Regions from separate parts of the Mus musculus genome. Here regions 1, 2 and 4 are each linked to region 3. The links are chromatin contacts, called in public ChIA-PET, Hi-C and promoter capture Hi-C maps. All regions are on one chromosome and are shown on one strand. Each heading gives the region's core, a stretch centred on a gene start, on an enhancer-like site or on the middle of the called end of the contact. The rest is flanking DNA. Distances are from core to core; before and after follow the strand shown.

Region 1 (2,700 bases), core at 96-2,595, 130 kb before region 3:
GCCTTCCAAACCTCCACGGTGAGAGAAGTTCCAAGGACAGAGGCTTGTGAGGCGGAGCACCACAAGGGGTGAAAGCCTGCTTCTATTTATTTGAATGCCACCTCTCTTCCTAGGCCCCCTCACCCACTCTGCTCCCAGGAGAGAGAGATGAAGGTAGAAAGAACTCATCCAACACAATGCCATCTGTGTTGGTGGAGACACTCACTGCCTTCCTGAAGCTAGCAAACTCCCCAGTCCCCACAGCCACTCGGGTACCTCTTTTCCATAGACAGTTCTGATCACGTGTGTGGAACTTATCTTCTCTACGCAGACCACCAGTCTGGCCCAACCCCCTCACCCAGATCCATAGCTGTGGCTGTAAGGGATGAGATATAGCCAGGACAGGACCAGCTTGGTCATTCCCAGAACCCTGGGCCGTTAGACTGCCTGCCTTTCAGAGGTCTGGGATCCTGGCTCCCCACCCCCAAGTGCGAGACCATTTCCCCCAGAAGAGGAGCAGGGCTGGGGTGCTAAACTGACTTCTAAGTCTCCTCTGTGAGCCACCTGTCCTCCCCCACAGCCGCAGGAGCCAGGCAGCAGCGACAGAAAGCCTCTCTCCCTGTACTTTCTTGGCTTGCCTCTCCAACAGGACCACATTGGCATTCCGCTCAGCCTCAGCTGCTGTCTGCTGGGCAATCAGCCCCAGGGATGACTTTTGTCCTCTGGTTGGACTAGCCAGGACACCCCTGAGAGCCAGGGGCACCAGGTGGGCTCCTGCAGGGAAGGAGAAGCACCCCATTTTGGTGATGAGGCCAGGCAGAGAGAAGCAAAAGGGTTGGTGAGGCCTGAGACATCAGATCTGTACCTCAGTAAGGGGTAGCGGGGAGGACAAGCCGGTGAGTCTGTAAGGTGACAGATGCATCACAATTGGGGCAGTAAGCAGAAAAGCAGCTCTTGGGAGCAGAGGTGCTGCAGGGATGAATGTCAGCTCTCTACAGTTAGGGTGACAAGCTCGACCAATTGCAGAGATGAAGGGAAAGGACCGTGACATGTGGGGTGCCAGGCTCAGCAAGCACTGGGGGCCTCAATCCAGAAGCTGACGTCTCTGCAGTTGAGGGACAGTTGCCAAGATGAACAATCTTCTGGGTAACTAACGGGGAGAGAGGGTGGGCTCCTGCAAACTACTTGGCAAAGTGAGTGATGAAGAACCCCAGTTTTGCCTGCTCCCCCAAGGGCCTAGAGCACAAATCCTGCATAAATCCCCCTCGCTCCCACCCCCACCAGCCCTTAGCCACTGCCAGTGACCCTCTGTAAGCCAGGTCTCCATGGTGATCTCAGCCCAGCAGGCGGTTCCTGCCAGAACCTTCCTTCCCATGGTGCCTGCGGCCAGGCAGCAGGAGGCTTTCTCACCCTCTGCTAAGCTGCCCAGAGCACCTTACCCTTCCCTCCCACTGCCTTCCCAGCTTCTAGGACTTGGCCAGCCAGAGGCACAAGCAGAATCTGGGGGAGGGTGGTGGGTGGGGAAGAATCAAAGGCTGGGGTGGGGGTGTTCTTCGTGCAGGGAGGATGTTATGCTGGGCAGACTGCAGACTTAGCTAGACTCAAGTCCTGAAAACCGAACCAAATGCTAAGGTGCCAGGCAGCCCTGCTGAGGGATTAGGAACAAGGCAGAGAGCACAGTCGCTCTGGATCCACCCTAAAAAGCCTGCTGACGTGGAGGGACAGCAAAGCAGACGCGTCCTAATCCAGGTCATCTGCAGGTAGAGGGTTGTGCCAAGGCAAGGCCTGTGGGGCTCAGGACGAGGAGGAACCCTGCACTCACTGGGAAGGAAGACTGTAGCTCTGAACTTGCTGAGTTCAGAGCTCACTCAGCATGCTGGGATGGCACACACGTGTGGACAAATGGCAGCGTTGTGAAAGGTCTACGGCTGGTCAGCATGTCAGAGTGTCCACCTCAGCTTTCACATGCCTATAGGATGCCTTCTTAGAAGGCCTTGTTACCATAGCTACCAGAGCACTTGCCATTCCCCATGCTGCTCTGCTAGAGCAGGGACCTGTGTGTGGTACACCTCGGAACCCTCAGTTCCAGTATGCACCTGGCCCCAGGACACCAACTGCGTTACTTAGTGGCTCCAGGAGGAACCTTAGAACCACATCCACTGCACCCTCACACTCCAGCAGTTTTAGAGACTTCGGTGGTCTTTGCCTGGGCAGAGATTCAAAGTGCTAGGGATCATATAGAGATCTGGCTGCCCAGAGAACCATTCTCTCTATGAAGGGAGGGTACACTCCTGGTAAGAAACTGTGTACCACACCCACTTCCTGCTAGGGCATGCGCTAAGGCTCGACCTCCGCTCCCTGGTCTATGCCTCCAGAAACGGATTTCAGTGTCAGGTGCGGAAGATGGAGAGGGAGGCCCCTCCCTCTCTGAGCTTCAGTTCTCTTACTGAAAAGCAAGGGCTTGAACAAGTGATGAGACTTTTAGGTGTTCCAGACACAAGGGTCGAAGGGCAAATCAGTCGCCTGAAGACCAAGCTACTTCTCTGGCATTTCATGTTACTGCAGGCCTTTGAGGTACCTCAATGTGTAAGATATTTCTGTGGGGCTTAAACTACACCTGACAGGCAGAAATACCACGAGAGGTTCAGTGAAGGGTCACAGGAGGCTTCCAACTGAGACCAAAGACCTCAGGGTCTGGGGGGCTCCTCCACTTTTCAGGAT
Region 2 (2,700 bases), core at 102-2,601, 150 kb before region 3:
CCACAAAGATGGCCCCCGATGCCTCTGAGACGTCTCCCAGGGCTGCGGCCGGGAATACGAACTCGTCAGTTCTTCCGCGGACCCGCCAGATACAGATCTAGTTAGCTAACTAGTACAGACGCAGGCGCAAACATTAGATGCCGGCACACACACACACGCACGGAGACAGAGACAGACACGAAACGACCGCTGGCCAGCTTACCTCCCGGCGGGGGTCGGTGGTCCCTGGGCAGGGGTCTCCTAATCTCGGTGGGACCTCCAAATGAAAGACTCCCGAGGTGGGTAGTCAATTAATCTGAGGAGACCTTCCCAAGAATCAGCGAGCCCACGATTCGGATGCAAACAGCAAGAGGCTTTATTGGGAACACGGGTACCCGGGCGACTCAGTCTATCGGAGGACTGGCGCGCCGAGTGTGGAGTTCTTACCCTTTTTATAGGGCTGGGGCTGGGGAGCAAAAAGCGTGGGTACAGAAGCGAGAAGCGAGCTGAGTCTGGGAACCATCTGTTCTTGGCCCTGAGCCGGGGCCCAGGTGGGTATCATCTGTTCTTGGCCTTGAGCCGGGGCCCAGGTGGGTACCATCGGTATCCTGTTTGGCCCTTGTCCTAGTATTATTCAGCCTTGATTTTTAGCTGTTAATCTTTAACTGAACTTCCTTGTAGCTTTTGAGAACTCAGCTCTGGTACTTTTTCATGCCTTGCAAAATGGCGTTACTGCAGCTAGCTTGCTAAGCCTTATGGTGGGGTCTTTCAAAGGAAAAGGCAGTGAGCTCAGCCTCCAGGGTGTCAGGAGGCATGGAATGCTCTCAAGGAAGGCAGTGTCAGGATTCAGCTCGTGTTTTCAAAAACTCACCCTGGTGGCTGTGTGTAAGATGGATTATGGATTGAAGAGGGAAGGCAGGCGACAAGAGGAGGGGGAACTGAGGAGCCACTGGGGGAGACAAAGACACAGCACCTGAGGCTGGGCCTGAATGCCCCCTGCCTGTGAGGCTCTGAACCCCCTCCCAATCCTCCCCTCCACCCTCCAGGCCTGTTGTCTTGAGCAGCGGTGGGAAGGACAGGGCTGGCAAAACTGACACTCACTAATCACGGCCCTCACCCCAGAGCTGCACTGACTGTCTGGTCTCCATGGAGACACGGCAACCTCCGGCCACTTGTTAATGGCAACTCAACAAGGCTGCAGCAATGAGGCCCGGGCCTGACCAGTGTGCCCAGCTCTGCACCATTCATCCCAGTTTGGGCCTCTGCAGAAGACCCCAGGGGTGCGGGAGTTGGGGCACAGGAAGAAGGACTGGTTGGCTACACCCCTCTGCAGCCCCGCCTCCTTTGGCACTGCCAAGCAGCGAGGGCAGAGGCAGTCTCTGCCCTGGCTGACTCCTCCGCAGGGCTGCTGGGAAGCTGAGCTCATGCAGGTCACCCAGGCAAGGCCAAAGGGCTGGCGGGGGATGGTGAGGAATCCAGAGGGGACCTGCCTGCATCCCACACACAGCAGAATGGAGGTGGGGTGAGCTTCTCCTGCACCAACAACCCTCTGCTCTGCTAGCCTGAGGCAGGGGCCCAATTGGGAACCATCTGTCCAGAACCTCTTCCCAGAGCACTGTCGCTCCTCCATTGGAAATGCCACCATTAGCAATCCGTTCCATCAGGAGGCCGCATGGCTTAGCACACAAAACACTGGCTTTGCAGTCAGGCCAGCCTGGGTATAAAAACTTGGCTCTGTCCTTAACCGTTGAGCATTGATTTCTCCATCTGTAGGATGGGGACGATAATTGCGCATGTGTGTATGTGCGCAGGAGGAAGTGCTATGGATGTTTCCTGGAGACTGATCTTAATACCTGTGCTTTCCATTCCAGGAGCCATTTCTCTCTTTCTTTCTCTTCCCCCAAGGAGCCATTTATTTTTGCTTCTTCTCTTCTTCCCTTCCTTTCTTTAAAAAGAAAAAAAAATTTATGGGCAGGGCGTAGGCAGCCCACGCCTTTAATCCCAGCACTCTGGAGGCAGAAGCAGGTGGATCTCTGTGAGTTTGAGGCCATCCTGGTCTACGGAGCACAGCCCCATCTGGGGGTGGGGGTGGGGGGCAGTGGGGGTGGGTTGGGAGGAGGGGGAGATGGAAAATAAAGGAACAAACAAAAGATCTTTTTGAAACAGGGTGTGTTACCCAAGCTGATCTAAAACCAGCTTTGTAGCTAAGAATGACCTTGAACTCTGCCTTCACTTCCCAAGTGCTGGGATTGCAGCCTTTCTTTGCCACCACAGACCATCTGGGTCCTCTTCCACACTTCCCAGGATGATCCCACAGATGTTCCATACTCCTGTAACTGCCCCACATTTGTGGTCCCCATAGACTGGGCTGGGTAGAGTGAGCATCAGGACAAAACGGAGGAAATAAACAGGGGATGGGGAGGAGGGGGAAGAGGTTCTCTCTGCCTTTTTTCCCTCTTCCTCCTCTTCCTCCCCTCTTCCTCCCCCTCCTCCTCCCCCTCCTCCTTTTCCTCCCCTCCTCCTCTGCCTCCTCCTCTCCTTCCTCCTCTGCCTCCTCCTCCCCCTCCTACTCCCCCTCCTTCCCCTCCTCCTCCTCTCTCTCCCCCCTCCTCCTCCTCTTCTTCTTCCCCTCCTCCTCTTCTTCCTTTTCCTCCTCCTTCTTCCTCTTTCCTGTTAACCACTCCACGGAGATGTAGGCCTCTTCCCCACCCCCCTTCTCAC
Region 3 (2,700 bases), core at 146-2,645:
GTGGTTATTTGCATGACCAGCCTGGCACTTCCTTGGTGCTGGCTACAGGGACGAGTCAGCTCAGTAAACAGATCCTGTAAGGATTGCGGCAAAGCTTCCATCTGGAATCATTTGTTTGTTCCGATAAAGAACCTCTGGATCTGGATCGAATCGCGTGTCCCGTGTTCTTGTGTCCGGGAGCTCACCAGCCCTCCCCTCCCCTCTCCTCTCCCCGCTCCTCCGCCCCACTCCCACCCCCACAGCCTCTGACAGGGCATTACGTCTTCTGCTTGCACAGTGGGTGCATGCAGTTGGGAACAAGCTGGGGTTTTGAGGCCGAGAACTTGGGGCTGGGTTTCTCTATCTGAGTTTCTGAGGTCAGGCACTGAAACCTGGGTACTTGTGGCTAGGTGCTTGGACTTGCTGTCTGTATGAGCAGACAGACCTGTTCCTGCCCCTGTCTCTTCCGGGTAGCTTCACATTAATGACGCTGTTTGTCCTGCCTGTCTATCTTAGGAGATGGCAGAGGCTGAAAGGCAAGAGAACGCTCTCCCTGGCCTCTTCGCCTGCCTTCCTGGGACCCTTCCCTCTCCTCACCGGGAGGCCTGGGCGTCCTAGTCTTCCACCCCTCCCCCCAGCCATCTGCTTAAAGGACGTGGCTCCTCAGTTCTTCACAGGAAGCCACAGGCCTCTTCTGCTTCAGCAACCTCCGCTGCTGCTGGCCCAGGCCCCTTTCCAGGTCAGCTTAGTAACGCCCGGTTCTCAGCATTTCCCTGTACCGCCAGCCAAGAAGCCTGGGTGGCGGTGGCGTGTTTCTCTCTTTCTCCTCTAAAACCTTATGGCTCTGTCGGGGGGTGGGGGTGGGAGGTGCATAGGCTGTGAACTTGAAGACAGACCTGATGGCAGAGAGGGTCCTGAATTGTGGAACTAGGGGTTTGGGAAGGAGAGCAGGAGGAAGGTCCTTCAGAGACCCTGGGAATGATCACTCCAGCGTCCAGGCTTCCTGCTGCAGAGCAGAAGCCGAGGTCCATTCATTTCAGTCTCGGAAGACTGTGGTGGAGACTGCCCCAGGGAGGGCTTTTAGTAATTGCGGAGCAGCTCAAGGATAATGAGGGCTGATGAAGTCTAGCCCGGGACTACAGTGCCACCTGGTGGTCATGTTCGTACACTGCACCATGAGATTGTGGCGCCAGCCTTAGGAGGGGCTGACTGTTAAAGGGTACCAGGGCCTGGAAGGAAACTCCCTAGATAAAGGGATTTGATGAAAGGTCAGGACTAAGTCAGCTGACATGGTATGCCTGTAGTCAAGTGCTGGAGGAGCCTGCGGCCGAATTGTTGAGCCGAGGAGTTCAAGGGCAGCCTGGTCAGCACAGCAAGAACTTGACTGCAAGGTGCTGGAGAGACGGCTCAGCAGTTGCTGCTCTTCCAGCAGACAGAGTTCCATTTAGTGACTCACAGTGACCTGCAGCTCCAGCTCCGCCCTCTTCCTGCCTCCCTGGCACACACCCATCTTTAAACCTTCAAGCTAAAAACAAAGACACATCCTCTAACGTCCACACTTGGGAATGACACTCTTGGTCTGGATGAGACTCCTTTAGCACCATTTGACAGACGAGAAACCTGAGGACCAGAGATGACCTTGACATTGTCTTACAGCAAGACAGTCAGAAACCGGGGTCTGAATTTATTTTATTCTATTTTATACTTGGGATGGAGCCCAGAGTCACTGAGGTCTAATTTGGGGCTCGTCTTAAGATGTAGCTCCAGAGTAAAAAGCATTCTCTGTTAGTTTCTAGTCACCCCCTTTGTGACCAAACATGGCACTGCCCAGCACCAACCCCACTTTAGTCACCAAAGTTGGCACTACAAGATGGCTTTTCCCCAAAATAAACTCTGCTCTGAAGCAAGAGGATCTGAGAAGGCCAGGGGTTACAGAGCGTGTGCGTTTGCTCAGCAGACACTTTAGAAGAGGAAGCCCAGGGGGCTGGAGAGATGACTTCTTGGTTACAAGAGCTCCCTGGTCTTCCAGGGGACCCGTTAAGTTCCTAGACCTCACATCAGGGAGTTAACAACTGTCTGGAACTATAACTTTTCTAAACCGCACACATGCACACACTTAAAAACAAAATCTCATAACTGGGTAGTAGTGGTATACCCCATTCAATCCCAGCACTCAGGAGGTAGCTAGCATATCTCTTCGAGTTTGAGGCCAGCCTGATCTACAGAGTGAATTTCAGGATAGCCAGGGCTACATAGAGAAAGCTTGTCTCGAAAACCAAAAACAAACAAAACAAAACAAAGCCTTATAAAAAGCCAATCGCATTAGCAGAGGAAACCTCCTGGCTTTAAAGAAAGCAGATTTGGGACCCTAAAAACGCAAGGAACTTGTCAGGCTGCAACCCTGCAGCAGGGCCATGACTCAGTGGTGTGTCTGTCTGAAGGCCACTGCCAGAGACAATTCTAAAAGAGACAGATGTCACGTGGCCCTGCCGCTGCTGTGTGTCATCATGTCGTCTGGTGCTGTGTGAACGTAATAATCAAAACCCGTGAAGACAGACAAGGGTAGGGGTTATCGAAACAAATGGGGGTGAAGAGAAGGCGAACAGGAAGGAAGAGGGGGCCTCGTGGATTCACTCTGAGCTGCAAGTAGGCAGGAAGTAGGTTCCTTGTGCGGTGGGGTCCTTAGCGCCTGGTACAGTGCCTGGCGTGGATTGATCACTC
Region 4 (2,700 bases), core at 95-2,594, 210 kb before region 3:
TGAGAAGAGAGCCTCAGATCTGATGGAACAGTATGAAGTTGTGAGCTACCATGTGGGTGGCAGGACTGGAACCCAGGTCCTCCAAAGGAGCAGCAAGTGCTGTGAATGGATGAGCCGTCTCTCCAGCCCTGAACAGTGACGTCAAACCGTCCTCCGACCTCTGCACACGGACTCGGCTCAATCACTGTAATAGACTTAAAAGTTTCCAAACGTCAGCATGTAGGATGGGGCCTTGAAACCTGATGACAACCACAGCGCCCCAGAGAACAGCAGCATTAAAAGAAATTTCACAGATAAAGGGACATCAGCAGCCAAAAACTAAGCCCTATTCAAAATTTCAATGGCTCAAGTTTCATCTTGATAACACTGGTTTTTCTGTCCAAAATATATCTTATTAGGCAGCTCTTGAAAGTTAAAAGGTGTCTTTAAATGCCTGCTGACCTAAAATTGCCATGTTCCATACTTTAAAGGGATTGATTCTGTGCAAGACAATAAGATGCCAGCTTCTGCTCAAAGGCGATCAGGATACTATTTGGTGAACCTATTCTGCACCTGTACAAGTAAAATAAGCCTGGCCTGCATATGGCTCAGGGAGGGCTGTATTTATGTGGGCTCTCCCTATGACCTCTTGGCAGAAAATGTAAGAAAGTCCTTTTCTGAGGCTAAGGGGCGGGCCCAGGACTTTCAACTACCCATTCAAGCAGGGTTACAATTCCCCTCCTCCATAATTAAGTTCCCTTTTTCACTCTCCATGCATGCATGAGTTGCTGTGACACTGACGTGGGGCCCTGACATTAGCCTTTGAAGGTCATTTAAGTCTTTCCAAGCAGCCCTAAAAGATACGTATCATCCATTCTACAATGCCTGAATGTAGGATTTGGCACAATCCTCAGAGCAAATCACCCAAAACTTAAGAGGGCTCCGAATATATGAAACATAAAATGAGCAAATCGAAGAAATAAAACATGGTAAAACTCAGTTGCTCAAGATACAATAGTAGGCTAGTTGAAATGGTTCACGCCTTTTATCCCAGCACTTGGAAAACACGGACTAGAGGGTCATTGCAAGTTCAAGGATAGCCTGGTCTACTTAGCAAATTCTAGGCAGCCCGGGCTATACAGTGAGACCCTGTTGTCATCTAATACAGAGAGAATGTGCTTATTAATAATACCGGCTTTATTTGGGAAAGCAGAAAAGATTACTCACAACACAGCTGTTTTACATGGCTCAGACCTCACATCCTGTTCCTGCCTCATCTAAATTCCCCTTGTCTGTAGCCCCACAGACCGTGCCACTGGCTACCGGTTACACCACATTCTTCAATCTTTGCTGAGGTCTGTGGTCTTCTGAGATGAAGCACAAGAGAAGCTTCTCCTTAGGCCAAGAAGACTGACGTCCTCCCACCATGCCCTTCTGCTGCTCTCCGCTTTCATCTTAGAACTGGAGATTAAACCTTGTGAGCATATGGCAAGCTCTCTGCCCCAGAGCTATACCCTCAGCCCTTTCTTCCCTTCTAAGACAGGGTCTTGCTAAGTAGCCTAGGCTAGTCTAAACTCCATCTTCAACCCACACAGGCCTTGAACTTTCAATCTTCCAGCCTCAACTTTCTGAGTGACTCTGTTTAGAGGTTTGCCCGCCAGGCTTAGATCCACCTTGGTTCTCTAAGTTTCCCTATACCTTTCCCCACCAGCCCATCACACTGGGTTACAATCACTGCCTTTCTTACTTGCTGTCCTGATAACCTGAGAGGTTCTCTGAGGCTGGCAGTATTACTCATTCTTACTCTTAGCACCTGCAACTGTATTAGGAAGCAGAAAAATGAGCAGAAATTGAAGAGAGCAAATGAATGAGGCTCTTGGGCCCTAACTCCCACAAAGATAAGGATGTGGATAATGTCAGGACTGCTGCTCCTACAACTCTCTGAGGGAAAAGAGCCAACCTTCATAACACAAAGCAGAGTCTCTTTTAGGTTTTGTTTTTCAAGACAAGTTCTCTCTACATAGCCCTAGCCATCCTAGAACTCACTCTGTATGCCACACTGGCCTCCAAATCAAGAGATCCACCTGCCTCTTCCTCTGCCTTCCGAGTTCTGGGATTAAAGGCTTGCATAACCACATCCAACATTTGTTTTAGGTTTTTTGTGTGTATTTTTTTAAGATTTATTTATTTATGTGAGTATACTGTCACTCTTGTTAGACACACCAGAAGAGGGCATCATATCCCATTACAGATGGTTGTGAGCCACCATGTGGTTGCTGGGAATTGAACTCAGGACCTGTGGAAGAGCAGTTGGTACTCTTAACCACTGAGCCATCTCTCCAGCCCTTTTGTGGGGTTTTTATGTTGTTATTAGGAAAGAGTCTCCTGCAACCTAGGGTTAACTTTGAATTTGCTATGTAGCCAAAGATGGCTTTGAACTCTTAATCCTTTTGCCCCTACAGATCCCATTTATATGGTACTGGAGATCAAACCCAGCAGCTTCTAGAACAGTAGTCAAGCACTCTACCAAAGGAGCTAAAACCCCAACACTAACTTCTATTAAATGTATAGTGGCAGCCTGGAATTGTGGTAAACAACTTCACTCCTAGCTTTTTTTTTTTTTTTTTTTTTTTTTTGGTTTTTCAAGACAGGGTTTCTCTGTGCAGTCCTGGCTGTCCTGGAACTCACTCTGTAGACCAGGCTGGCCTCGAACTCAGAAAT

What was found. Promoter capture Hi-C pulls out the DNA fragments that hold promoters and counts their contacts. Hi-C and Micro-C count contacts between places; a contact is called where the count stands out from the background. ChIA-PET counts read pairs in DNA pulled down with a chosen protein or histone mark.
Region 1: a contact with region 3 is called in an RNA polymerase II ChIA-PET map of effector CD8 T cells, with 3 times the contacts expected there. The contact joins two enhancer-like sites. A contact is called at or near these places in 7 of 39 promoter capture datasets (the 3T3-L1 cell line, the C10 cell line, cranial neural crest and 4 more), 1 of 15 datasets of contacts at CTCF or cohesin (embryonic stem cells), 57 of 484 Hi-C or Micro-C datasets (B cells, the Ba/F3 cell line, the C2C12 cell line and 29 more), 10 of 115 datasets of contacts at active chromatin or transcription factors (the HPC-7 cell line, Th17 cells, bone marrow-derived macrophages and 6 more) and 4 of 9 other capture datasets (adipose tissue, embryonic stem cells, embryonic tail and 1 more).
Region 2: a promoter capture Hi-C map of hippocampal neurons shows a contact between it and region 3, with 4 times the contacts expected there. The contact joins two enhancer-like sites. A contact is called at or near these places in 1 of 39 promoter capture datasets (hippocampal neurons), 1 of 15 datasets of contacts at CTCF or cohesin (large pre-B cells), 11 of 484 Hi-C or Micro-C datasets (CD4 T cells, CD8 T cells, the G1E-ER4 cell line and 8 more) and 12 of 115 datasets of contacts at active chromatin or transcription factors (T-cell acute lymphoblastic leukemia, acute myeloid leukemia, bone marrow-derived macrophages and 6 more).
Region 4: a Hi-C map of liver shows a contact between it and region 3, with 2.5 times the contacts expected there. The contact joins two enhancer-like sites. A contact is called at or near these places in 2 of 484 Hi-C or Micro-C datasets (Th1 cells and liver), 9 of 115 datasets of contacts at active chromatin or transcription factors (DN3 thymocytes, the HPC-7 cell line, Th17 cells and 6 more) and 1 of 9 other capture datasets (embryonic stem cells).

Annotation. Positions count from the first base shown.
Region 1 is chr4:133,073,021-133,075,720 of GRCm38.p6, reverse strand. The region is part of intron 6 of Ahdc1 (AT hook, DNA binding motif, containing 1); the gene reads right to left. Among named protein-coding and RNA genes, the nearest start is that of Gm26615, 9.1 kb to the left of the region's middle. Within about 2 kb of position 1,345, at least 94 of the 459 cell types and tissues checked have an H3K27ac peak or open chromatin away from gene starts, as enhancers often do. A contact at or near this core is called in DN3 thymocytes, Th1 cells, cerebellum and 10 more, where this site is marked.
Region 2 is chr4:133,094,007-133,096,706 of GRCm38.p6, reverse strand. No RefSeq gene overlaps it. Among named protein-coding and RNA genes, the nearest start is that of Gm26615, 12 kb to the right of the region's middle. Within about 2 kb of position 1,351, at least 219 of the 459 cell types and tissues checked have an H3K27ac peak or open chromatin away from gene starts, as enhancers often do. A contact at or near this core is called in CD8 T cells, the N1E-115 cell line, T-cell acute lymphoblastic leukemia and 7 more, where this site is marked.
Region 3 is chr4:132,944,131-132,946,830 of GRCm38.p6, reverse strand. No RefSeq gene overlaps it. Among named protein-coding and RNA genes, the nearest start is that of Gm36518, 15 kb to the left of the region's middle. Within about 2 kb of position 1,395, at least 276 of the 459 cell types and tissues checked have an H3K27ac peak or open chromatin away from gene starts, as enhancers often do. A contact at or near this core is called in CD8 T cells, DN3 thymocytes, the HPC-7 cell line and 20 more, where this site is marked.
Region 4 is chr4:133,157,880-133,160,579 of GRCm38.p6, reverse strand. The region is part of intron 1 of Wasf2 (WAS protein family, member 2); the gene reads right to left. Among named protein-coding and RNA genes, the nearest start is that of Wasf2, 29 kb to the right of the region's middle. Within about 2 kb of position 1,344, at least 155 of the 459 cell types and tissues checked have an H3K27ac peak or open chromatin away from gene starts, as enhancers often do. A contact at or near this core is called in DN3 thymocytes, the HPC-7 cell line, Th1 cells and 5 more, where this site is marked.